Regions from separate parts of the Mus musculus genome. Here region 1 is linked to region 2. The links are chromatin contacts, called in public promoter capture Hi-C maps. All regions are on one chromosome and are shown on one strand. Each heading gives the region's core, a stretch centred on a gene start, on an enhancer-like site or on the middle of the called end of the contact. The rest is flanking DNA. Distances are from core to core; before and after follow the strand shown. Region 1 holds the start of Mfap5 (microfibrillar associated protein 5). Region 2 holds the start of Nanog (Nanog homeobox).

What was found. Capture Hi-C pulls out chosen DNA fragments and counts their contacts.
Region 1: a contact with region 2 is called in a promoter capture Hi-C map of adipose tissue. The contact joins the promoter of Mfap5 here to the promoter of Nanog in region 2. A contact is called at or near these places in 1 of 39 promoter capture datasets (embryonic stem cells), 1 of 115 datasets of contacts at active chromatin or transcription factors (embryonic stem cells) and 3 of 9 other capture datasets (adipose tissue, liver and pancreatic islet).

The regions. Positions count from the first base shown.
Region 1 is chr6:122,511,118-122,515,199 of GRCm38.p6, forward strand. It overlaps Mfap5 (microfibrillar associated protein 5), which reads left to right and starts at 2,467. Exons shown (of 10, transcript NM_015776.3): 1 at 2,467-2,615; 2 at 3,224-3,283. The coding sequence starts at 3,226.
Region 2 is chr6:122,704,978-122,708,992 of GRCm38.p6, forward strand. Nanog (Nanog homeobox) reads left to right here and starts at 2,588. Exons shown (of 4, transcript NM_028016.3): 1 at 2,588-2,956. The coding sequence starts at 2,806. RefSeq lists promoters at 301-2,802, 2,284-2,665, 2,328-2,733, 2,396-2,622, 2,538-2,728, cis regulatory regions at 2,381-2,386, 2,472-2,479 and an enhancer at 2,424-2,461.

The DNA of each region.
Region 1 (4,082 bases), core at 1,217-3,716, 190 kb before region 2:
CTGAGATTAATGCATGTACCATTAGAGTCAACCGGCTTGACACCCTATCTTAAAAACAAACAAACAAAGAAACAAAAAACTGGATGGTGGTGGCGAATGATTTTAATCTCAGAACTTTGGAGGAAAAGGCAGGTAGATCTCTGAGTTCAAGGCCAGCCTGGTCTAGAGTGAGTTCTATACTTTAATGTGACAATGACTTTAATCTTGCAAGCACTGAGCAAATCTAGGGCAAAACTCACAGAAGTCAGTGCAAACAACTAAAATCAGAAGATCTCCAAACGGATTCTTCCCTGAAGTGACTGATAAGTATAAAAATGACATTAAACAAACAACAAACAAACAAAGAAACCCATGTTTATATTAAAGGTTTCCCAACTGGTGACGCTCTTTATGACATAAAAGAACAGCTAGACGATAAGGATCAAATATCAAATATTCCGATGAGAGAAACTTTGTACAGAGCATATAACAGACCAATATTTACTGTGCTATCATTGGGGTGCACACCTTTAGTCTCAGCACTTGAGAAGCAGAGACAAGAGGATCTCTGGGAGTTCAAAAACAGTTTGGTCTACCTAGAGAGTTCCAGGACATCCAGGGCTGAGTAGAAAGACCCTGTCTCAAAAAAGAAAACAAATTGATATGTCTGATAGTATCCAGCCTACAAAAAAGTTTGTAGAGAAACAACCCTCTATCCCAGGACACACATCCTGACAACACTTCTTGAGGAAGAGAAAGCAAAGCTAAAGTTAAGTCACACCAAACAAGGCCACCATGGAAGACACTTCTAACTAGGTAGACCTGGCTACCTCCCTAGTGGTGTACCCCAAATACTTGCTGTTTCTCCTGGCCAAGTGCTCATGTTCCATCTCCCCTCTCCTTCTCTCTCCCAGTCCTTCCTCCTCCTTCTCCTCCTCGCCTCTCCTCTCTTCTCGAACCAGGTAACCCCAAACCCACCTACCTGTAATCCCTCCAGTAATTGACTGTAGCCAATTTTATTTAACCAAAAGTCTTAAATTAAGGAGCAAGGTTTGCGCAACAAAAGCTTGTGAACCGGAGAAGCCACCACTCATAGGCCTAAACCTTTTGGTACAGAATTTAGATTTACAATACACGGCAACAGACCAAACTTCAACAGCAGACCAAGGTGGCCTCACATCCTCCTGCCTCTGCCTCCTGAGTGCTGCCACTTTGCCATGCTCAGTCCAAGGCCTTCCCCCACCCCCCACCCCTCTTTTTTGTTTGTTTTGTTTTGTTTTGTTTTTGAGACAGGGTTTCTCTGTGTAGCCCTGGCTGTCCCGGAGCTCACTCTGTAGACCACGCTGGCTTTGAACTCAGAAATCCAACTGCCTCTGCTTCCCAAGTGCTGAGATTAAAGACCCTGCTGTCTTCAGAAGCTTTTAAAAGGAAAAGTGAATTAGGCCCTCATGTTACCTGTATGAAAGGAAGTTCTGGTTTGTTTCAGCTGTCTTCTCATTGTTGTTTTTCAAGTGAAAGTTTTGTTTTGTTTTGTTTTGTTTTTAGAAGATGTTTAGTGTTAGGATGGTTCAAATGTAAAAAGGAAGATTCTTAATCTTTTAAACACGAAGTTGTATTAGTAGAAACTTGTAAATTAGGTGCTAAATAAAATATCAAACCCACGAAGACCAGGGACTTGGTAGTGTAAGCCTATAATCCCACTACATGGAAAGCTCAAGATAACCACAGTTGGAGGCTAGCCTGGGCTATATGACCAGCTCCAGGCCAGCCAGGAAGACAGAGGCTTGCAATGTATCTCATTAGGATGCTGGTTTGGCCGGCATGGAGCCCTGGGTTTAATCCCCAGCACTCCACAAACTAGGCAAAGCGCCCCATGCCTGGGAAATAGAGGCAGGAGGATCAGACATGCAAGCACATCCTTACACCACCAGCAGCATAGGGAGTTTGCAGTCAGCCTGTCCAACCTGGGCAACCCTAACTCATACAAAGGAAAGGAGGAAGCAGGGAGGGGTGGACACAGGGGAAGAGGGAAGAAAGGGGAAGAGAGGGAAACGAGTAATGATTCAAATAGAGAAGAATGCCAGAGAGAGAGAGAGACAGACAGACAGAGAGACAGAGACAGAGTCCAGTGAGATTAGGGGGAGCATGCTTGGGGGGGACAGGAACCCGAGGCAGAAAGGCAAGCTGAGCCCAGCAGTGACAGGGAAAGTGGACTGATGAAAGGAGAGCAGATGTTGGGCCGGCCCTGGCCCTTCGAGGGAGCAGTGAGCTCCCTCTCCAGTGTGGTCATAACCTTTGGAATGAGGGTGTGAGTGACTGCAAATTCCCATCTCCCTTCTCATTCCAGCCTTATTGTAACACTGCTTTCTACGCCTCTCTCTCTCTCTCTCTCTCTCTCTCTCTCTCTCTCTCTCTCTCTCTCTCTTCCCCTCCCTCCCTTCCTTCCTCCCTCTCTCCCTCTTTGCTCTGCCCCCCCCCTTCATTGTTTTAGAATAGGCCAAATGTGAAGTCTTTCCAAGGGTGTGGCTGTGTTCATCTTATTCTCCAGCCCAAGTAGAACAGCAGAGAAGCGTGAGAAGGACGGACACACTCAGCAGCCAGAGGCCACCGGCAGACAGATCGCAGCTCTGTAGACAGTGAGTTGTTTACAAAACTATACATTGAGAATGTCTGTGTGTGCATGTGTGTGCTAAAGGGTGGAGAATGTCCCTAACTTAGAATTGAGCCCTCTCCATTATGTGGGGAACTCAAAGGAGAAGGAACACCGAGATCAGCAGATGATATTGGAAAAGACACAGATGCACCAAAGGTAGCTTAGATATTAGGAGTGAAAGAGGCTATGGGGCAGGGCCAAGGATGCCTTAATTAGAATACCAAAGGTCCTCCCTCCTTGTTACATGCCTGCATTCCAAGCTAAAAGGTGGTGGATTGAGAAGAGTGGGGTGGCGGTGGGGTGGCAGGGGTGGAGGGTGGGGGAAGTGAAGCGAGTCCAGGAGTTCAAGACCAGCCTGGGTAGCATAACTAAACAACTCAAATTTAAAAAGATATTTTCTGTAGAATGATGGTCGTGACAGTCAGAGGGACATGAATGTCGGATGAGAGAAAAGGAAGGGTTTGAGCTGTACAAAGAAAGCAAGGTTTCCGGAGTGAAAATGGGAGAGGGGGATGCAAGCCAGACGTGAGATGTTGCTATCTCTCGGCATCATGGTCTCTGCTTCTCTCCCATCCTCCACCCATCTCCTAGATATGCTGTTCTTGGGGCAGAAGGCCTTGCTGCTTGTCTTGGCAATCAGCATCCCCTCTGGTGAGTCTTTCTGTCTTGACTCTTCTTTCCCTAACACATCAGATTCTTGGTTCTCCATGCCCATGGGGTTATCTATGGGTTAGATGGGGGTGGGGCTGAGAGTGAAGGGGCGTGGCATTGGGCTATGGGTTAGATGGGAGGTTGAGACTGAAGGGGCGTGGCAAGAGATGTCTTGTGTTGACACAAAGGTGAGAGTTTGCAGGTGGTGAGAGCTAGCCTCGGACTTAAGGGTGGTTAAGATGATGTGAAATTACAATACAAGCACTTATTAATCCCTAGAAAAGAGTTGCATATTGATATATGACTCAGCAAATACCAAAGGAACAAGAAGTTACATACACCTACAGAGACCACCATACGGGAAACTGGATCCCCTTAAGCCCCTTGAGGGAAAGACCACCTAACACTTGCTCCGGCGGACGCACAAAGATTTACATACATGATGGAAGTATATGCTACGTGTACGCACAAAAGGAGTGCAGTCGTCGCAGGTAGCATAGAATCCAGCTAAAGGATTGGCTATAGAAAGCAATCTTGGATGCTGAAGAAACGCTACTGTATTCCCCCTCCTCTTTCTGCCAGATGCAATCCCACAATTGGCTTGCCCAGTGGTGCAGCTGATTCAGGGGCTGTGGGCCCGGGCAGGACACGCTAAAGAGCCTGCCGGGTTCCTCTGTGGCCCTTCTTGGGAATGAGATCAAGAGGGGGACCTGAGTCAGGGCAGAGCAACAGTGGGCTTTGTGCTCCATAACTTGTCTTTGTTGCGTGGTTTCTAATGCTTGGTTAGTTTTGTGCATAG
Region 2 (4,015 bases), core at 1,338-3,837:
CCAGGGGACCTGGCACTCTCTTTTTCATCTTTTTGTTGTTGTTGTTTTTCGAGACAGGGTTTCTCTGTGTAGCCCTGGCTGTCCTGGAACTCACTTTGTAGACCAGGCTGGCCTCGAACTCAGAAATCCACCTGCCTCTGCCGCCTAAGTGCTGGGATTAAAGGCGTGTGCCACCACGGCGGGCACTCTCACACCAAAATCCATGCAGGCAAAACACCAATGCACACAAAAATAAAGGAAATCTAAAGAAAGAAGAAAAAAGAAACAAAATTGGAAGAGAGAGAGAGAGAGAGTGGTGTAAACAGTGGGTCTGAAGCCTTCGAGGGAGGAGGGCAAGATGCCGCGCTCTGCGTTTCTCCAGCTGGATGTGGACAGAGGTCAACCAGCCACATTAGTTTATGTCTAAAAGTGTCTAATTGAAACAAGAAATGGCTGCTTTAGCCGGGTGTGGTGGCACACGCCTTTAATCCCAGCACTCAGGAGGCAGAGGCAGGCAGATTTCTGAGTTCAAGGCCAGCCTGGTCTACAGAGTGAGTTCCAGGACAGCCAGAGCTACACAGAGAAACCCTGTCTCGAAAAACCAACCAACCAACCAACCAAACAAACAAACAAAAAAGGAAATGGCTGGTTTAATTATATCACACTGTTCATCAGAATAAAGAGAAAAATCTCAAAAAAAAAAAAAAAAAAAAAGAGGTTCAGTCAGGCTGGGCAATGGAGGCAGTAGTGGCCGTGGTGGTCTTGGCAGCAGTGGAGGCCTTGGTGGCAGTGGTGACAGACAGTGATAGTGTGGCAGCAGTTGAGGCAGTGGTGGTCGTAGTGGCAGTGATGGCATTGGTGGCAGGGTTGGTGTGGCTCAGAGGTGGCAGTGGTGGCAGTGGAGGCATTGCAGGCTTTAGTGGCAATGGTAGTGGGGCAGCAGTGGTAGCCATGGTGGCACAGTGGTAGCAACGGTGGTAGTGGCAGCCGTGGTGGCCGCAGAGGCAGTGGTAACAATGGTGGCTTGGTGGCAGTGCTGACAGTGGTAGTATTGGTAGCATTGGTGGCAGTGGAAGAAGGGAAGTGGTGGTAATGGTGGCAGGGGTGGCAGCAGAGGCAGACAGTGGTGACGATGGTGGCAGTGGTGCTGTGGCACAGTGGTGGCATTGGTGGCATGGCACAGTGGTGGCAATGATGGTGTGGTGCAGTGGTAGCAGTGGAGACAGTGGTGGCAGTGGAGACAGTAGTAGTATGGTGGCTGTGGTGGCCATGGCGGCAGTGGTGGCACATACAGGCCTTTAATGCCAGCACATGGGAGGCAGAGGCAGTTGGCTCTCTGTGAGTTGGAAGCCAGCTTGTTCTACAGAGCAAGTCCCAGGACAGCCAGGGCTACACAGAGAAACCCTGCCTAGAATAATAACAAAACTCAAACAAACACCACCAACCCCCGCGCTCCGCCCCGCCCCCCCCAAAAAAAACCCCAAACCAAAAAGAGCCATTCAAGCTTAGTCTTTTGTAGAATAAAACCCAGGAAGAACCACTCCTACCAATACTCACTGTGGTAGAGTCTTCACATGGGAGATGTTACGAGAGGACGGCCCTTCCCTCTCTGCTTATACACAGAAGCCGACTTAAGCTGGGTTAGAGTGCTTTCACTCACTTATCTGTGAGCACAAGGACTGATCGGCAAACTTTGAACTTGGGATGTGGAAATAGGAAGATCAGGAGTTTGGGACCAGCTAGAGCAATAGACTGTGAGGCCAGTCTCGGGTACGTGAAACTCTATCTCAAAGAAATGACCAAAACCAAATTTGAAATACGATAAATTTCTTCTTCCATTGCTTAGACGGCTGAGGCACTTGGGATTGCAGTAAGTCTGAAGCCAGCCTAGGTTTTACAGTGAGAACTTGTCTCAAAACAAAACAGAAGGCCTCTACATTAATTTAAACACTCCTTAAATTGGGCATGGTGGTAGACAAGCCTGGTCTACATACTGAGTATAAGCTACTCAAGGCAACAGAGAAAAACCTGTCTCAAAACCAAAGCATGGACCAACTTACTAAGGTAGCCCGAGTCTTAAGCAGGACACAGGCTCTTTCTTCAGACTTGCGTTAAAAAGCCGCACTTTTGGAGGGAAGATTTCCCCAGGTTTCCCAATGTGAAGAGCAAGCAAGAAACGCTGAGTGCTGAAAGGAAAGCCGTGTATAAACAGAGACTTTGGCAGCAAGGTCTGACTCTTTCATGTCTGTAGAAAGAATGGAAGAGGAAACTCAGATCCCCCACTTGACCTGAAACTTCCCACTAGAGATCGCCAGGGTCTGGAGGTGCAGCCGTGGTTAAAAGATGAATAAAGTGAAATGAGGTAAAGCCTCTTTTTGGGGGGGGGGGATGTCTTTAGATCAGAGGATGCCCCCTAAGCTTTCCCTCCCTCCCAGTCTGGGTCACCTTACAGCTTCTTTTGCATTACAATGTCCATGGTGGACCCTGCAGGTGGGATTAACTGTGAATTCACAGGGCTGGTGGGGCGTGGGTGCCGCCTGGGTGCCTGGGAGAATAGGGGGTGGGTAGGGTAGGAGGCTTGAGGGGGGAGGAGCAGGACCTACCCTTTAAATCTATCGCCTTGAGCCGTTGGCCTTCAGATAGGCTGATTTGGTTGGTGTCTTGCTCTTTCTGTGGGAAGGCTGCGGCTCACTTCCTTCTGACTTCTTGATAATTTTGCATTAGACATTTAACTCTTCTTTCTATGATCTTTCCTTCTAGACACTGAGTTTTTTGGTTGTTGCCTAAAACCTTTTCAGAAATCCCTTCCCTCGCCATCACACTGACATGAGTGTGGGTCTTCCTGGTCCCCACAGTTTGCCTAGTTCTGAGGAAGCATCGAATTCTGGGAACGCCTCATCAATGCCTGCAGTTTTTCATCCCGAGAACTATTCTTGCTTACAAGGGTCTGCTACTGAGATGCTCTGCACAGAGGCTGGTAAGGAATTCAGTCCCCGAAGAACCCAGTAAATTAGGGTAAGAGTAGAAAAAACGGGCTGAAGGGTTATTGCTTCTTTATGAACCGTAGTAGTCATTAACATAAGCGGGTGTCCTTATCACTCTTCTGGAAACCCCTCTGAGTTTGACCGGTGATACGTTGGCCTTCTAGTCTGAAATAGAGATCCGGGACACAGGACGGAGCAATATAAGGCTCTTGTGTGTATTTGAGAACCTAAATATTTGGGCTCTTTGGAATATGTTCGGGGGCAGTGAGTGGTGTCTTCAGTAGCAGGGAGACCTAACATCCTAGCTTGGAATGAGCACCCCATTTTTTTGGTGAGGTTATACAGTTAGTTTGCAATTTGCCCAAATGGCCGTTTTCTCCAGCAGAAGCAGTTAGCATTTCTCTCAACCTTTGGGAATATGGATGTCACTTAGCAGTTCTGGGTTTGTGAGCTCAGTGCTCCTTCCAAACCCCAAACAAGTGTACACAGTTTAAGTCATTCATTCTTATAGCTAGCATCTGGAGCCAAGGTCTGAAGCTCATTGTCTGTACAGAGTCAGCCCAGTACTCAGGCTTGTAAATGGTAGAACCAAGAGGCTGCTAGGCTGTGTGTGCCACGGTGCTCAGGTGCGTGTTGTGATGCTCGGGTGTGTGCAGCGATGCTCGGGTGTGTGCAGTGATGCTCGGGTGTGTGCAGCGGTGCTTGGGTGTGTGGAGCGCTAGGAAGTGTGTGTCCCCTTTTTTCTGAGCTTTTAAGTTAATGTCTGTCATCTTGATTTTTCTGATTTATGGGTTCAATTTTTGATTTTTTTTTTGTTTGTTTTTTTTTGTTTTTTCGAGACAGGGTTTCTCTGTGTAGCCCTGGCTGTCCTGGAACTCACTTTGTAGACCAGGCTGGCCTCAAACTCAGAAATCCGCCTGCCTCTGCCTCTGCCTCCCTCAATTTTTGATTTTGGAGGTGGGAAAAGTGCTGGGTTAGGAATGAACGGGTGGGGATAGCCTTTGTAAGTGATGTGTGTTTTTAGAGCATGTGTGTAGAGCATGTGTGTTTGT